Regions from separate parts of the Mus musculus genome. Here region 1 is linked to region 2. A link is a contact called in public Hi-C data. All regions are on one chromosome and are shown on one strand. Each heading gives the region's core, a stretch centred on a gene start, on an enhancer-like site or on the middle of the called end of the contact. The rest is flanking DNA. Distances are from core to core; before and after follow the strand shown.

The links. Hi-C and Micro-C count contacts between places; a contact is called where the count stands out from the background.
Region 1: a Hi-C map of muscle stem cells shows a contact between it and region 2, with 3 times the contacts expected there. The contact joins the promoter of Pitx2 here to the enhancer-like site in region 2. A contact is called at or near these places in 2 of 39 promoter capture datasets (cranial neural crest and embryonic stem cells), 4 of 484 Hi-C or Micro-C datasets (the C2C12 cell line, muscle stem cells, myocytes and 1 more) and 1 of 9 other capture datasets (pancreatic islet).

The regions. Positions count from the first base shown.
Region 1 is chr3:129,196,544-129,203,757 of GRCm38.p6, forward strand. It overlaps Pitx2 (paired-like homeodomain transcription factor 2), which reads left to right and starts at 3,335. Exons shown (of 5, transcript NM_011098.4): 1 at 3,335-3,619. Gm40149 (a long non-coding RNA gene) reads right to left here and starts at 2,366. Exons shown (of 4, transcript XR_867634.2): 1 at 712-2,366.
Region 2 is chr3:129,096,921-129,103,566 of GRCm38.p6, forward strand. All of the region lies in intron 2 of Gm35726 (a long non-coding RNA gene), which reads right to left. Among named protein-coding and RNA genes, the nearest start is that of Gm35726, 5.6 kb to the right of the region's middle. Within about 2 kb of position 3,496, at least 1 of the 459 cell types and tissues checked has an H3K27ac peak or open chromatin away from gene starts, as enhancers often do. A contact at or near this core is called in muscle stem cells, where this site is marked.

The DNA of each region.
Region 1 (7,214 bases), core at 2,085-4,584, 99 kb after region 2:
TAACATCCTTGAAATTCACAGATACATAGGTCAGTGTCTGCGAAACCCAGGCTCCCAGTCCAGACGACCCGGCCCTTAAGAAGCTAGTATCTTTGATGCTACAATCTTGTTTACATCTGCAAGGCAAAGAATTGCTCGCTTGGCTTGGACACTCCTTCTAACCCCTTCTGCTTCGAAGTAGCGATCAGAATCTAAATACAACCGCTGTGGCCCACTCTGGCGTTGCTGCTTTGACGAAGGGAAAAAAAAAAAAAAAAAAAAAAGACCTGAAATCCACGTCTTAAATCAGCTCAGTGGTTTGTTACCCACCCCTACCCACCCCCCAGCACCCTGCCTCCCTGATGCATGCCTAATGTATTCCCTGGTGATTCTGAGCATTAATTAGTTGTTTAATGGGAGTATGACTAAAAATGTAAAAGAAGGATTAGGAGCGTGAAACGTATGTCCAGCTCCTTCCCCACACTCGAGGAGGGAATGAGAATCATTCTGGATCTTCTATTTCTCCAGGAGCCATTTGCATTCCCACCAGCTGCTCACTTCTGCTGCACTGGTGCTGGGCGCTGCTGAAGACCCAGCTCAGCACCGAGAGACTACAGCCGCCCATTCTGGGGGTTAACCCAGCCGGGTGGGGGAGACTCCCGACGACAGAGAGTGGAGAGTGGGCGTCCGCTTCCCTTCCCGGAGCCCCTTCCCCCAGCCCTGGCTGCAAACCTCTGAATCCTGAAAGTGGGGAAAGAGTTGTCTGGGCAGATGTGCGCGGCTCTCTACTCTGCTCCTTTCTCTTTTCCTCTGCTCTCAAGCCGGTCTTGATTTCCAGCTTCTTCCCACATTTCTGTGAGACTCTCCAGCCACGCCACCAGCTCCTGGCCAGACTGATCTTTTAGGAGCCCCTCTTAATGTCTCTAAAATGCAAAGGGAAAAATAAGAGAGAGATGGGGCAATAGCCCATTATTTTAGAGGGTGACGACCCAGCAAAATAATAATGGATGGGCAGAGATGACAATGTTCTTGTTCAGGAAGTATTCCGGTGAGGTGAGACCAGAGTTCAGTGAGAGGACTTGTTGAGATGCTTGATTTTTTTCCCCCAAAAGGCTCAAAGGGGGTGGGGGGAAGAGGAAATAAAAATAAAAACAGCACGTGACTGTTTTCCTCCTGAATCTCTTCCTTTAAATGGCATTACTTTGGTTTCCCATTGAGTTAGGAGAAAAAGTTTGAGTTTTCATGGATCTTACAAGGTTAGAGATGGCTTAAAATGCAGATCTCTCGTCGGTTTTCCTGGAGACTGAAGAGGCTAACTCTTTCCATAAAATGAGTCGACTGTTAGCTATTTCAAAGTGAAGGGATTTGGCACTCAAAACAAATTGAGCAAGTTTGTTTGCCTGTTTTTCCTGCTAACACCAATGAATTGAAACCACGGAGTCATTCAAGAAAACACAGAACATACTCCAAACAGCCTCCAGATTCAAAGGAAACTCGGCGTGTGTGCGGTAGCCCTGGGTTAACTTTTCTTGTGTATACATCCCGTGGGCATCCTTCAGAGGAGTCAGCATTATCTTCCTCAAATTGCATGAACTGGTGTGCTGATTTAGGAAGAAAAGCTGTATGAATTTTAGAGGGGACTTTATTTTCTATTAGGGACCAAGGAGAATTAGGGACCAAGGAGAAATGCAGTTTAATGGCGGGTCTGGTTGGGTTTTGTTCCCAGGCAAGGTTTAATATTGGTGAGAAAAACGCCAAACCATGAGGTACAGCTATTTTCTGATATTTTCCTAAAACATATCTTGAAGGGATGCACTTGAGATTGAAAGAACTTTGTCCCATATGTCTGGCAGAAGCCTTCACTCCTGGTCTTCCAGGCGAATCATATTTATAGCCCTTCCACGCAAAGGCAAGACCCTGCCAAAATATCCTGTTCGTTTCCAAAGTACAGACGCATTAGGAAATCAGAAAATATGAAATTAGAAGTAGGACCCACTTGTAGACTAGGAAAGGCCCCTTTCAGCCTTACATACTCTGGACTTTCAAGAACATTCGCTCATATGGGGGGGAACTTCCTTCTCCTTCCCCACCCCCATCCCGGTGCAATTTAATACCACTCTCAGTCAGGAACCTTAACCTCGTCATTTTAAAAAATGAGATATCCGCGACCCGGGGTGAACTTGTTGAGTGTAGGTACAGCAGAGGAAATTCTAGACTCTGAGAGTCCCAGACTTGAGCAAGAGATCCCATGCCGACACACTGGCCGGTGTGTGGCCCTGTCTACCTGCGCTCTTCCACTCTGATCCACCCGTCTTGACCTCAGACACCACCGTGACCTAGCCCTTGCCTTACTGTAGTTCAGGCCTCCCTCCGGTCATCGTCTGGTAATATCTCCCTCCTCCTCCTCCTCCTCCTCCTCCTCCTCCTCCTCCTCCTCCTCCTCCTCCTCCTCCTCCTCCTCCTCCCCCTCCCTCTCTCCCTCCCTCCCTCTCTCCCTCCCTCTCTCCCTTCCTTACCCCTTTTTCTTTCTTTCTTTCTCTCTCCTTCCCTCCCTTCTTTCATCCCCCCCACACACACCTATCGGCTGTGGCTCTCCCACCTTCTGCCGCTAGCTCACCCTATTTTTCTAACTTCTCCCAGTCATCATCTTCTCTTTGCCACCCCATCCATCCACCCACCTTCAGTGCTGCCCTCTGTGGATCCCTCAATTCCCTCCCACTGCCCCTGTAGACAATCAGTACAGTAACCAGCTTTCCTCTACTCCGCGGGCCTGAAAGGAGGTCACGCGCGCGCACACTCACATCCACACTTCGAAAGCCTCACCCGGATCAAACCAAGCCACACTGCCCTTTGTTTCATTTCATGGGCCACTTTGCTAGTCCCTTCCTCGTAAGCCACCCAGACTTTGCTCCGCGCGAATAGGTTTCTGTCTCCCCAGGCTCTGGCCCTCCCACTCAGATTTAGAAGGGGTTTGACGCACAACCGTTTTTTCTCCGTCCATTCCATCCTTGTCCCTTTCCTACCATCCCCACCATCCTGCTCCCCAGCTTGAGTGCTAGCTCCTGCCACTGGTCAGCTCCTGTCGGTCGGTAGTTGCCTCCGGCCCCTGATCCTCCGCTCCTCCCTCCTGGGTTCTGTCCGGGACCGCAGTCTCCTGGGCCCCTGGGCCTCACTTCTCAGCCCTAGTGGTCCCCTGTCCCCTCGATCGCCCCTGCACGCTCCCCCACCCCCGCAGTGGCCCAAGGCTGTGCTCGCCCCTTGATCGCCCAGCGTACAGCAGGCTCGGCCGCCCGCCCGCGCGCCACTGTGCACTGGAGTTTGGTGGAATCTCTGCTGACGTCACGACACTCCGCACACGGAGTCGGAGCGGAGGGAAGAGAGAGGGATGAGAGCGAGGGAGGGGAGAGAGAGTGCGAGACCGAGAGAGAAAGCCGGAGAGCAGCAGACAGAAACTGCCGGCGCCCGCTAGCTTTAGCAGCCCCCCGCGTGGACCCTCTCGGAACTTGGCACCCTCAAGATCCCCGCAGTTCCACCCAGACCCGCTCCACGGCGCTGGCTGTGCAGCCCGAGCCTCGGCCGCCTGGCAGTCACCCTGGGAAGCGGTGGGACGGGGAGACAGCCGTTCTCTCTCCGGTAGCCGGTAAGTGGAGGCCCTCTCTCCCACAGAGCTGTGAGATAATGCGAGTCTGGAAATTTGTTCCACTCTGGAGAACCTCCGCCGTGTATGATTTGTGGCTCGCCGGGCTTGTTTCTCCAGATTCAGCGCAGTTGGCAAACAGATCTTACAGAGCCCCTGTTCCGTTCGCCCTCAATCGCAGACACTAGAACAGTCCTACCCGGCGTTGAAGTCGACTGGAAGCCAGGCATGGCTGGCAGTTAAAACGAGGCATCTTCCCTGAAATTTCGATGCCAACAGGGTAGGGAGAAATCCTCCAGCTGAGGATTAGCCCAGTCAAGATAAAGGGCCAGCTACAAAGTTTCAGCTACTGGAATAGATTAGCCCCTTCCCATCATTACCCATTGGAAAAAAAAGGAGATTCCATCTTAACCGGCGGTTAGTGACCTCTCAGGCCCAAGCGAATTACCTGAGAGCCAGGCCTAGATGCCAACCCGCACAATTACTTCGGATTATAAATCCTTTAAATTGATCATCAGTCAACTCCAATCTTGTACTGAGGGAGATGCATTTTAAACGGATGCGGAGAGGCCACTATTTTGCAACTGGTAACTAAGTAAAAACATGCGATTCCAAACCAGCGAAATACAGTCCTTTTATTCCAATTAAATCACCTTCCCTAAACAATTTAGAAATCAAACTATCCTAGGAGGCTGGGATATTTTTGTTTTTATTCTATTTTGTAGGACTACCGTATTTTTTTGAGGTAAATTAAAATGGGGAGAGAGTCTTTTACTATTATGAATTACAATAATATGCATTCATACATTCTAAACGATTTAACGAACAAGTAATTTGATTTTTAAGAGATCTCTGCATCCTTTTCAGACCATTAGTTACAATTAAAGATATTTTATTCTCATGCAGTATCATTTAGAGGAGACTCCACCTAAAACCAATAATTTCACAGAAACAAAGATTGTTACTGAAGTGAATTGAGGACTTGTTGTTGTTGTTGTTGTTGTTGTTGTTGTTGTTGTTTGGGGGGCGTTGAAAATGAGCACAGTATTCCAATAATCAAAGTTTAGTTTCAAAACAAAGTAGCTACTTCACTTATGGAATGTTTTGCTTTGCCTCAGCAAAACTACGCCTAAGTTACTGCCCTGCTTTGTCCTGTAAGCTGAGCACTGTAGCTCCAAAGCTCCAGAAGCACACATTCCACAGAGCTTTAAAGAAAGCTTGCTCATGGTGAAGCACGGGGCTGTGCTAAAGTGGTATCTTAATTTCCTTAAATGATTACCCACTGCAAATTAATTTGCTGGCTAATCACACCAATTTAGTTCATTTAAAACATATGGCCTCATGCTTTTTATTTTTCAGCTTTCCATGAATGGTTCTGCTGTGGGATAAGAAAGGAAATGAAAAGGGTGAAATGGGAAAGAATTTTTGTTTTTTTGTTTTTTGTTTTTTGTGTTTTCTTGGACTGATTAGAACTCGTAGCTTCTTCTACAATTCCATCCTTGTACTGCTTGGGCAGAAATCATTTTTGAAACAAACTGCTCTGTTTCTTAGGGCTTGCCTATCTGCCTGGCCGGAGTGGCACTGTGCATGCTAATTGCTGGATAGTGCTTCATTAACACAATATGGAATGGAAGCTGACCCAAACCAGATTGCTTGGTATATACATTCCAACCAGGATGGGAACTTTTGGCATGAGAATAACTTCTAATCAGGAAACGTCTCCTATCTAAAATGTTGAGATTAGCCATCAAAACCAGTGTTGTAATCTGGCAGTGAAATTTGTCTGTCACACGTTAGCCACCTTGATAGGACAAGTTTAAGTATCATCAGATAAGACTTGAAGGTCTCTCTTTAAAGAAAAAAATCTTCCTCAGTTAGTTAGACTGGACCCATTTATTAGGCCTGGTCGTTCTATGGAGCATAAAGTCTCAGGATTCACATTACTGCGAAATAAAATACATCTCAAAGTCACAAGGACGTGTAGCAAGGAGCTAAGGAACACGTCTTGATCTTTTCACTCCTTGGGCCGAAACCTACGGGGTCTTGAAGCGTTGCTTCTTACTGCTTTGATTGGTCTTCAGCACCAAAGCGTGGGGGGATGGGGGTGGGAGGAAATGTGTAGCAACTGACTTTACAGGTCAGGTCTTTCTCTTCTGTATATTTCAGTCCTTGAAAATAAATAAATAAATAAAACTATTTGCAGTAGCCATCTGCAATGTTGGGGCTACCGGCTAATAATGCAGCCAGTTCAGACATATAAAAAAAAAAAAGATTATCGAAATGATGATGCCATGCAAATTTCCCCCGAAATTATCATAAGTAAACATTTGGAGTCTGGACTAATAAAATCCCATCTGTGTTACTTCATATCGAGTTAGTAGAAAGCTGTGATAATGAATTTTGTAATATCTCCCGAACAGACATCTCAATCAGACACTAATCCTGTGATTTTACTGCAGAATCGCTAAATCTGGAGCCGCCAAACTGCTACTTCTGGGCCCACGGGTCCACAAGGATCGGCAGAATCCCTACCCGGGTCTCATTAGCTGGGGGAGGGGGGACCTGCTTGTGGCTCCCCAGTCTTGGATCCCCAGGCCACCACACCAGGCGGCCCCTCCTCCAGGCAGCACGACCTTGGCCAGAGTCCCCTGGAGCTTGGATTGCTCCAGAAGAGACTGAGGAGCGCGTGAAAATGCTCCTGAGGCCAAAACTCGGCCCACTGGCCTGGCAATGCCCGCTCTCACCTCCAGCCCTGGTCTCTAAGAGAAAAGGATCCTCCGATCGCAGGCATACCCTGTTAGCAAGAGTCAGGAGCCAAGATTCAGGGGGCCTGAGAATCCCTTCTTCCCTTTCTTGTCTTGAAAGCAACCATTCCATCTAGCCCTCCGCCACCCACCTCTCCCGGTTTGCCTGTGGCAAAGAAAAGGGGCCGCGTCAAAAGCTTGGCTGTCTGAGTTGCGGTTGGAAATTTGAAAAGGATCTAGCTTGCCTGGGACGGCAAAGGCCGAAACTGGAGGAGCAGCCTCCTCGGTGCTGTTTGGGCTTGGCGGCCCCTCCAGAAACGCTTGCCCGGGTCTCCTGTCTCGCTCCAGCCCGTCGTGTAACTCGGCTCTACGATCTTAAATCATACTTTAGGGTAAATAAATGGCTGGATGAGTATCTCCAGGGAAAAGTATGGCTAAATATGGAAACGCGGCTCCTGGTGGATGAGCGGCCCTAACTCAGCTCGCTCCTGGAGCACCCTTGGCCGAGAGTTCCCTCCCTTTCAGAATAACAGAAAAGCGGAGGGAAAGTTGCTTTGTGCGACCCGGCATGCTGTTTCTGGCCTTCTGCAAATGTTTGCTGAGCTCAAATTGACTGACACCGTATTGAATGGCGATCTTTCCAAAGAGAAGTCCATTCTCTCCACCCCCAAATCGTGTATCAGCTTAAGGTGGCTCCTCGGCCTAGGCGCCCTTGAACGTAGTCCCCGCAGCTTCTCCAGAAGCTTGTGGGTTCACTGGCCTCCTAACCTCTGGGCCCTTTCCCCTTCAACTGGGGACTTAATTCCTCCAGGTAAACATCTCGGTGGGAGTCCTGGATTTAGAGCCCGGAAGAC
Region 2 (6,646 bases), core at 2,246-4,745:
AACAAAACTGTTCACCAAATTACACACCCCAGTTCAAGAAGTATAAATACAATTGAGTTAATCCTGGCTATGTGGATAGTTTCTCTATCAAGATTCACTATCAAATTTTATAGTAACTTAAATTGCTTACAAATTTAAATTTCCCTTGAATTTTTCCTATCATTAAAAAGGTTATACATTCCTATAGCCTTAGATTTTTTAAACCTACTTTAATTATGGTTCTTTAATGTTTCAACCTCCCTCCTAGCCAACTACCCACCAGAGATAAGGGATAGAAAGTTAATAAGAAATGAGGGTTGTGGACCTGTTTAGAAATAGTTTTTCGGGGTGATTTCAATCTTTGTGGTCAGCAGTCCAATACACTAACAAAACACCAAACATGAATTAGTAGTGGCAGCTCTATCCAAAAGAAACCAAGAGGCTCCACCAATCTGCACTCGTCCCATGGAAGCAGAAAGAAGCATCCAGAATGCCACCAGAAGTTCTTGAGTGTGTTTCTCTCTATGAAGTCATGACTAGCAATGATCAGGAAGAAAGCAAGGCAAACCAATGCAAGAGCATCATCAGCAAAGACCAGCATCAGCAAAGTACAACAATGACCAGAAGAGAGTTGCAAGATGAACCAATGTAAGAACATCATCTACTGTCCACCGTCTGGTGGGTTATTCTTATACTCTTTCTAAACATCACATGTTCTCTCAAACATCTGCTCCAGAAAAACATCACAGGCCCTTTCACCACGCATCTTCCAGAAAAACACCATGTGTCTGTTCTCAGCACAACATGCTCTCGTAAGACAGTTTCCAGAAAAACATCACATGACAAAATTGAGTCTCTAAGGAAACCAAAAATTTTCACTTCACCTTCACTCCTCCATCACAACATATTTTTAATCATTGTATCTGTTATTTGTTCTCTTTAAATTGTCATAAGCTAAAAGAAATAAAAATAAATAATAAAATGACTTGATGTAGTTAAATTCATATATTTTTGATATTTTTCACATTTCAAGAAAAAAAAACTTGCTTTATATTGATTAGAAACTATGTTCCAAGGATGAGGAATGACCTATGCTATGAAATGATGTAATGGCTTACATCTTAGCTAAACACATACTAGCCAGGATCTAGCTCTATGAACAACCCTCTCAATATTTTCCTTTAAATGAACTCAAGGAAACTTAAATGTCTTAAGTATAGGTTTTACTGAGAAGCAGCTGATAGCTGAGCATTAAGTGTGTGTGGAAAACATCAAGTTGGGAAAAACCAATGAGCTACCCCTACATACAGCCCCTGGGTTTCAGGAGCATTGAATGTCAGACCAAAACAACTAACATAAAAATCCATAGGCATCAGGACTACACAGACTGATAACCACCTCTTCCCAGAAGAATATTTGCATAAGAAAGTAAATGATCTCATATATAAGGACAAATATGCAAACATGTACTCCTAGTGACAAATTCTAGTACATTTTCAACTCTATTCATGTCAAAAAGAAGAATTTAAGTTGGATAAACTTACTAAGTAGACATGTTTATAGACATGTTCATTCATACATTCCCTTTTCTTTGTTCTTGCACACTGAACTTTAATGATGATAGCGTCTTTAGAATATGCTTCATAGTCAGGCAGTAGTGGCACACACCTTTAATCCCAGCACTTGGGAGGCAGAGGCAGGCGGATTTCTGAGTTCGAGGCCAGCCTGGTCTACAAAGTGAGTTCCAGGACAGCCAGGGCTACACAGAGAAACCCTGTCTCAAAAAAAATAAAAAATAAAAACAAAAACGAAAGAGAGAGAGAGAGAGAACATACTTCATATCCAAAGCATATCATCACCATCATTAAATTCAAGTGTTTTTAGAATAAATGCTTTACCTTTTACCATTAAGACTTAACAGGAAGCATTCCTATAGACCAGAACAACACGGGGAAATGCTTTTTAATGTTGCATCAAGGAATACATTTTATGTGGTGAATGTATTTGTTTAATGTCCTAAAAATATAGTGGACTTTGATGTTGCCATTTTTAAGCTATTTTATTGAGTTCTTATACTGCTACCACCCTTCCAACACTTATTTTACTCTTACCCCTTCCAACCCCCTAACACTAGGTAGGAGAGAAGGAAGGTTAGAGGTGAAAGGGGACTTAGACCTCTTTTGACTACTTCCTGGTGATTAGGGGCATTGTTTCCTTGGGCCAAGTCAGGTCTTTGTTGTCAGAATATCTCCAACTCCTCCTCAATCTGCAACAACAGCAACCAGAAGCAGCAGTAGAAGCAGCAGGGGCAGGAGAGAGAGAGGAGGCAGGGGAGGAAGGGGAGGCAGGGGAGGAAGGGGAGGAAGGGGAGGCAGGGGAGGAAGGGGAGGCAGGGGAGGAAGGGGAGGAAGGGGAGGCAGGGGAGGCAGCAGTGGCAGGTGAAGAAACAGCCTTCACATACACTCTCTGGACTCTGTTATTTATACCCTCTCCGTAGACCTCAAAATTAAACTATCTGCAGCTAGCAAAAATCACTTCCCTGCTAGAGCACAGAGCAAACCACAATCACCTACTGTGAAGCAGCCTCTTACCCTATTCCTGAGATTAAAATAAAAACATATTAACATAACATAACGGGGTGGTTTTTTTCTTCTCTTTCATTACTGGGTTTTTTAAGAAACCAAAATTCTCATTTGGGGAAGTATTTTTGTTCATCAAAGGTAATTGTCATCTCACTCCCTGGCCTGTTTACCTTTTCTCCTTGGCATCTTTTAATAGAACATATTTCTTCTGTTTGTCTTCTGTCTCCTAACTAGAAAATAAGTTTCAGGAAAGTAGAGAACTTTGTCTGCCTTGTTTGTTACCATTCCCTGGAACAGTACATAGTATACAGTAGGAGCTCAGTAAATGTGTTTTGAGTTAATGAAAAATGAAATTTACCTCCATTCCTTACAAGTAAAAGACAAGCTCATGCAATCATGAAGAACCAAAATACAAAGCATTAAACATTAGCAACAACATAGATATGACAAGAGCATTCTGCCTTAGCAATTACTCCTTACCAAAATGCAAATGGAAGGGTATCTGTCTAATGTCCTGACTCTAATATTCCTGACTCAAATTTGTGCAATTTATTGGCCCAAACTGCAACATCTCCTGCTTTGTAGCATTGCTAGGTTTCTCCTTCATTATTTCACATTTTAGCATCCAGTCACTAGCAATTTTTATTTGAATGTTCAGCTTTGAACAAATCTCGACGGGAATATTTCTTGACATTACAACAAATTTGGAAGGCACAAGAACTATATAAATGTGAACATAAATCAACTACCACAAGTGACCTCAGTGGTATGGCATCTAGGACACGTACTGGCTTGGGGTATTAATTTTCCTCACAAAGATCATGCTGGCTGCTGGCAATTAGTTCTCTTTGAGGCTAAGATCTTCTGTCTCCCATCACGCTCCACTCCCCACAACCCCAGCCCCACTGAATTCTGCTCACCCTCAGTTTGCCAGTCCTGGCTCCACATACCTTCTCAGCCACTTGTTCAGGACCAGCTGTTTTCTGTGCCTAGTTACTGCCACAGTAAGAGAACACCAATCACTAGCTTGCCAATGATGGTGGAAAATTTAGTGCTACCGGGAGTCTTAATAAATCCACATTAACTTCTCTTTAAAGAGTGTCCAGGCTGGTAAGCTGCCAGCATTGTCCCTGTGATGGCTCAGCCTGGCACCATGGAAAGTTCACAGACTTTAAGATTAGGCAGCCCTGGGTTCAAATTCCATCTGCAAGGTTTTTAAAAAATAGCTCACATTTAATGAAGTACTCTCAGCATTACAGCATTACCGAAACTAGCATCATTTCACACTCTTGATGAGATGACCCAAGTTCCATTATTCCTGTTTTTGCAAATGAGAAATGAAGATGTAGTCGCACTATAAGCCACATAACTAATAAGTGGCAAAGCAGGACCTTGACTGTAGTTTTTCAAATCCATAGTTCTGGTCACTATTTTATGTTTTCTGTGTGCATTTGAAAGGAATGTTTATTTTATTGACTCCTGAGGCATAAATGGGAAAACATTATTGTCCACTAACATGATGACGGCTCAATGCGTGTGAGAGGCGAGCCTCCTATCTATCTCTGATGGCAAACTATGATGAGGCCTGATTATTATTCCAGGAGAGTTAGTGAATGATTTCACAGACTGAAGGAAGAATTCTTTTTGCTTTAGAGATAAACATACGAATGCTTACAGATGCAATAATACTATCCCTGCCTTGGCTTAAAAATAACCCAGTGGTGTAAAGATTAAAGATCACTGTGCTGTCTGCTTGAGACATGAAGGCAGTGGGAACTGCTAATAGGAGTCAGCTGGTTTTATTTTATTTAGAAAGTATTTTTTAACAAACCTCTTAAAATAATTTTTAAAAGTGGGGTGGTAAAGGCATTTATAAAACTAGAGGGTCTTGCTTTTAAGAAAGACTTTCTACCACCTTGAAATAAGCCATTTAAACTTCTTCTATGAATAAATCTCCTTTTTGTATAACAGTTATATAAATGAGAAGTTGTTGGCACATGAGGAAAAGAGTGATCTTGTGCCACATTAAAAAAGGTAACAGGCATGAAGTCACATGAGCCGCATTGAGGCGGCCTCAGAACCAGCGCTCTGCTTCTGCACGGCATCCCTGGATTTACATGGTGACTAAACAGAGGAATTAGATGGGTTTTGCTTTGCACACAGAGCCTTAAAACGTGGTTACCTACAATAAACAGAAGGCTTGACTCCTTTAGACAATAATTTTTTTAATGTATAAAACACATGTAGTATTTTCTCTCTGAGAAGATACTGGATTCTAAAAATATCAAGAAAGTACCAAGTAAATATTATTAATAGTGACTGATAATTAGTCTTATTTATACAAATCCCATTTTCTTATCAACATTTAAAAACATGATATAAGTTTTGAATTGTAGGCTTTTTCCCCAAAGTGTGAAACAATAATAAAGAAAGTAATAGTAAGCTAAAATTTGCAGGAAGGTTCATTTAATGAATGCACTAAGAATGCACCCACTGCCTTCAATTCTACTATGCAAATATAGGCAGTAATTTGGATGGCCTGAAAGCATGTATTCTGACTAAAATGAAAGAGATTATAAGCTCTATATAAGGCATGGACACCAGGCTGAGTTTCCAGCTCTATCAGTCCACCACAGTCTTTGTGTGTTGGGAAAACATTTACTAACCTTTGCTGTATCTACCAGAAAGTATTCTAAATGTCTCCCTTGTTCAAGGACCAGTTTGCTGTCCTAAGAGAAACAACCAACACTGACAGAAAAAGGAATGTGTTGCATACAATTAAACAAGTATTTGGAGGTCTTTGAATACATATTTATGGAGTTACAAACCAAAACGTGGCCTCCAGCAGACAGGGAGATATCTAATATATTCTCTTCGTGGCTCCTGAACAACTGGAGCCGGGGGCAGGGGTAGGAGGGAAAAGTTATCCCGAAAACTGTTGCCTGACTGTGGGATATGGTCTTCTAGTTGGGCTGCTTTGTCTGGTCTCAGTGGGAGAGGATGTCCCTAGCCACACAGAGACTTGATGTGCCAGGGTGAGAGGATACCCATATATATACATACTCTCTTCAATAATTTTGTGAATCATGGCAGCAGTACAACACATTCTGAGAAAAGATGCTTAGAGCTACAGAAAAACAAAAATCAGTATCAAGTTACAATTAAAATTAATAACATATAGGAAAAGCTGCAGCCTTGAATGCAAACTACTGACTATTCCCTTTCCTACCATTACCAAAAAAGGCACCAGAACCAGGAAAAGGCAACCACACTACCCTAGAAAGAATTCTAAACTCTCAGATCAGAACTGGGATGCTTTTTGAGCCCAGTTTTGTTCAAGTCTTACAGCCTCTTCAAACTTATTCATCTACAAGTTGATGCTAATGATGCCAGTGTCACAGCTGACAACATTGGCTAGAAATGTAACTGAAAAATAGAGTGTTTGTCTAGCGCATGAAGAGCCCTGGGCTTGTTGCTTAGCACTGGAAAATAAGAAGAAAAGAAAGGAAAGAAGGGGGATGGAGAGGAGAGGAGAGGAGAGGAGAGGAGAGGAGAGGAGAGGAGAGGAGAGGAGAGGAGAGGAGAGGAGAGGAGAGGAGAGGAGAGGGAAATTTTCTAACAAAGAATATTGAGATTATTGAGAATTTTGACTGGGAATATTTAGATTAAATTACATACAGTTAAACCTTTCAATGAGAAAATCTTTATTATTTATTCTTTATAGACAAAACATTAATGTTAATGTAAAACTGTTGCGTAAGAAAATGGCATGGGGGATTGCCCCTGTTCTATTCTGTGACTAGAATTACCTGCTCCCTCTGAGAGAAGCACAGAGAATGTAGCCAGGAGCACAAGTCTCCAGTAGAGACAGTCATGAATACAACCTTTGCTTCATCACCCTGGACAAAAATCCTCTTAGTTTCAGAAAAATAATTATAACTAGAAAGCTGTCTAATAGACAAAAAAATTATAATGTGGAAACGAAATGTATAAAGAATGAAAATAGAATTATTTTTTAATTTATACCTGAGCTAAACTTGTGGGTTTTTAAAACTGTATTTGCCTATTAATTATTCTACAAAATC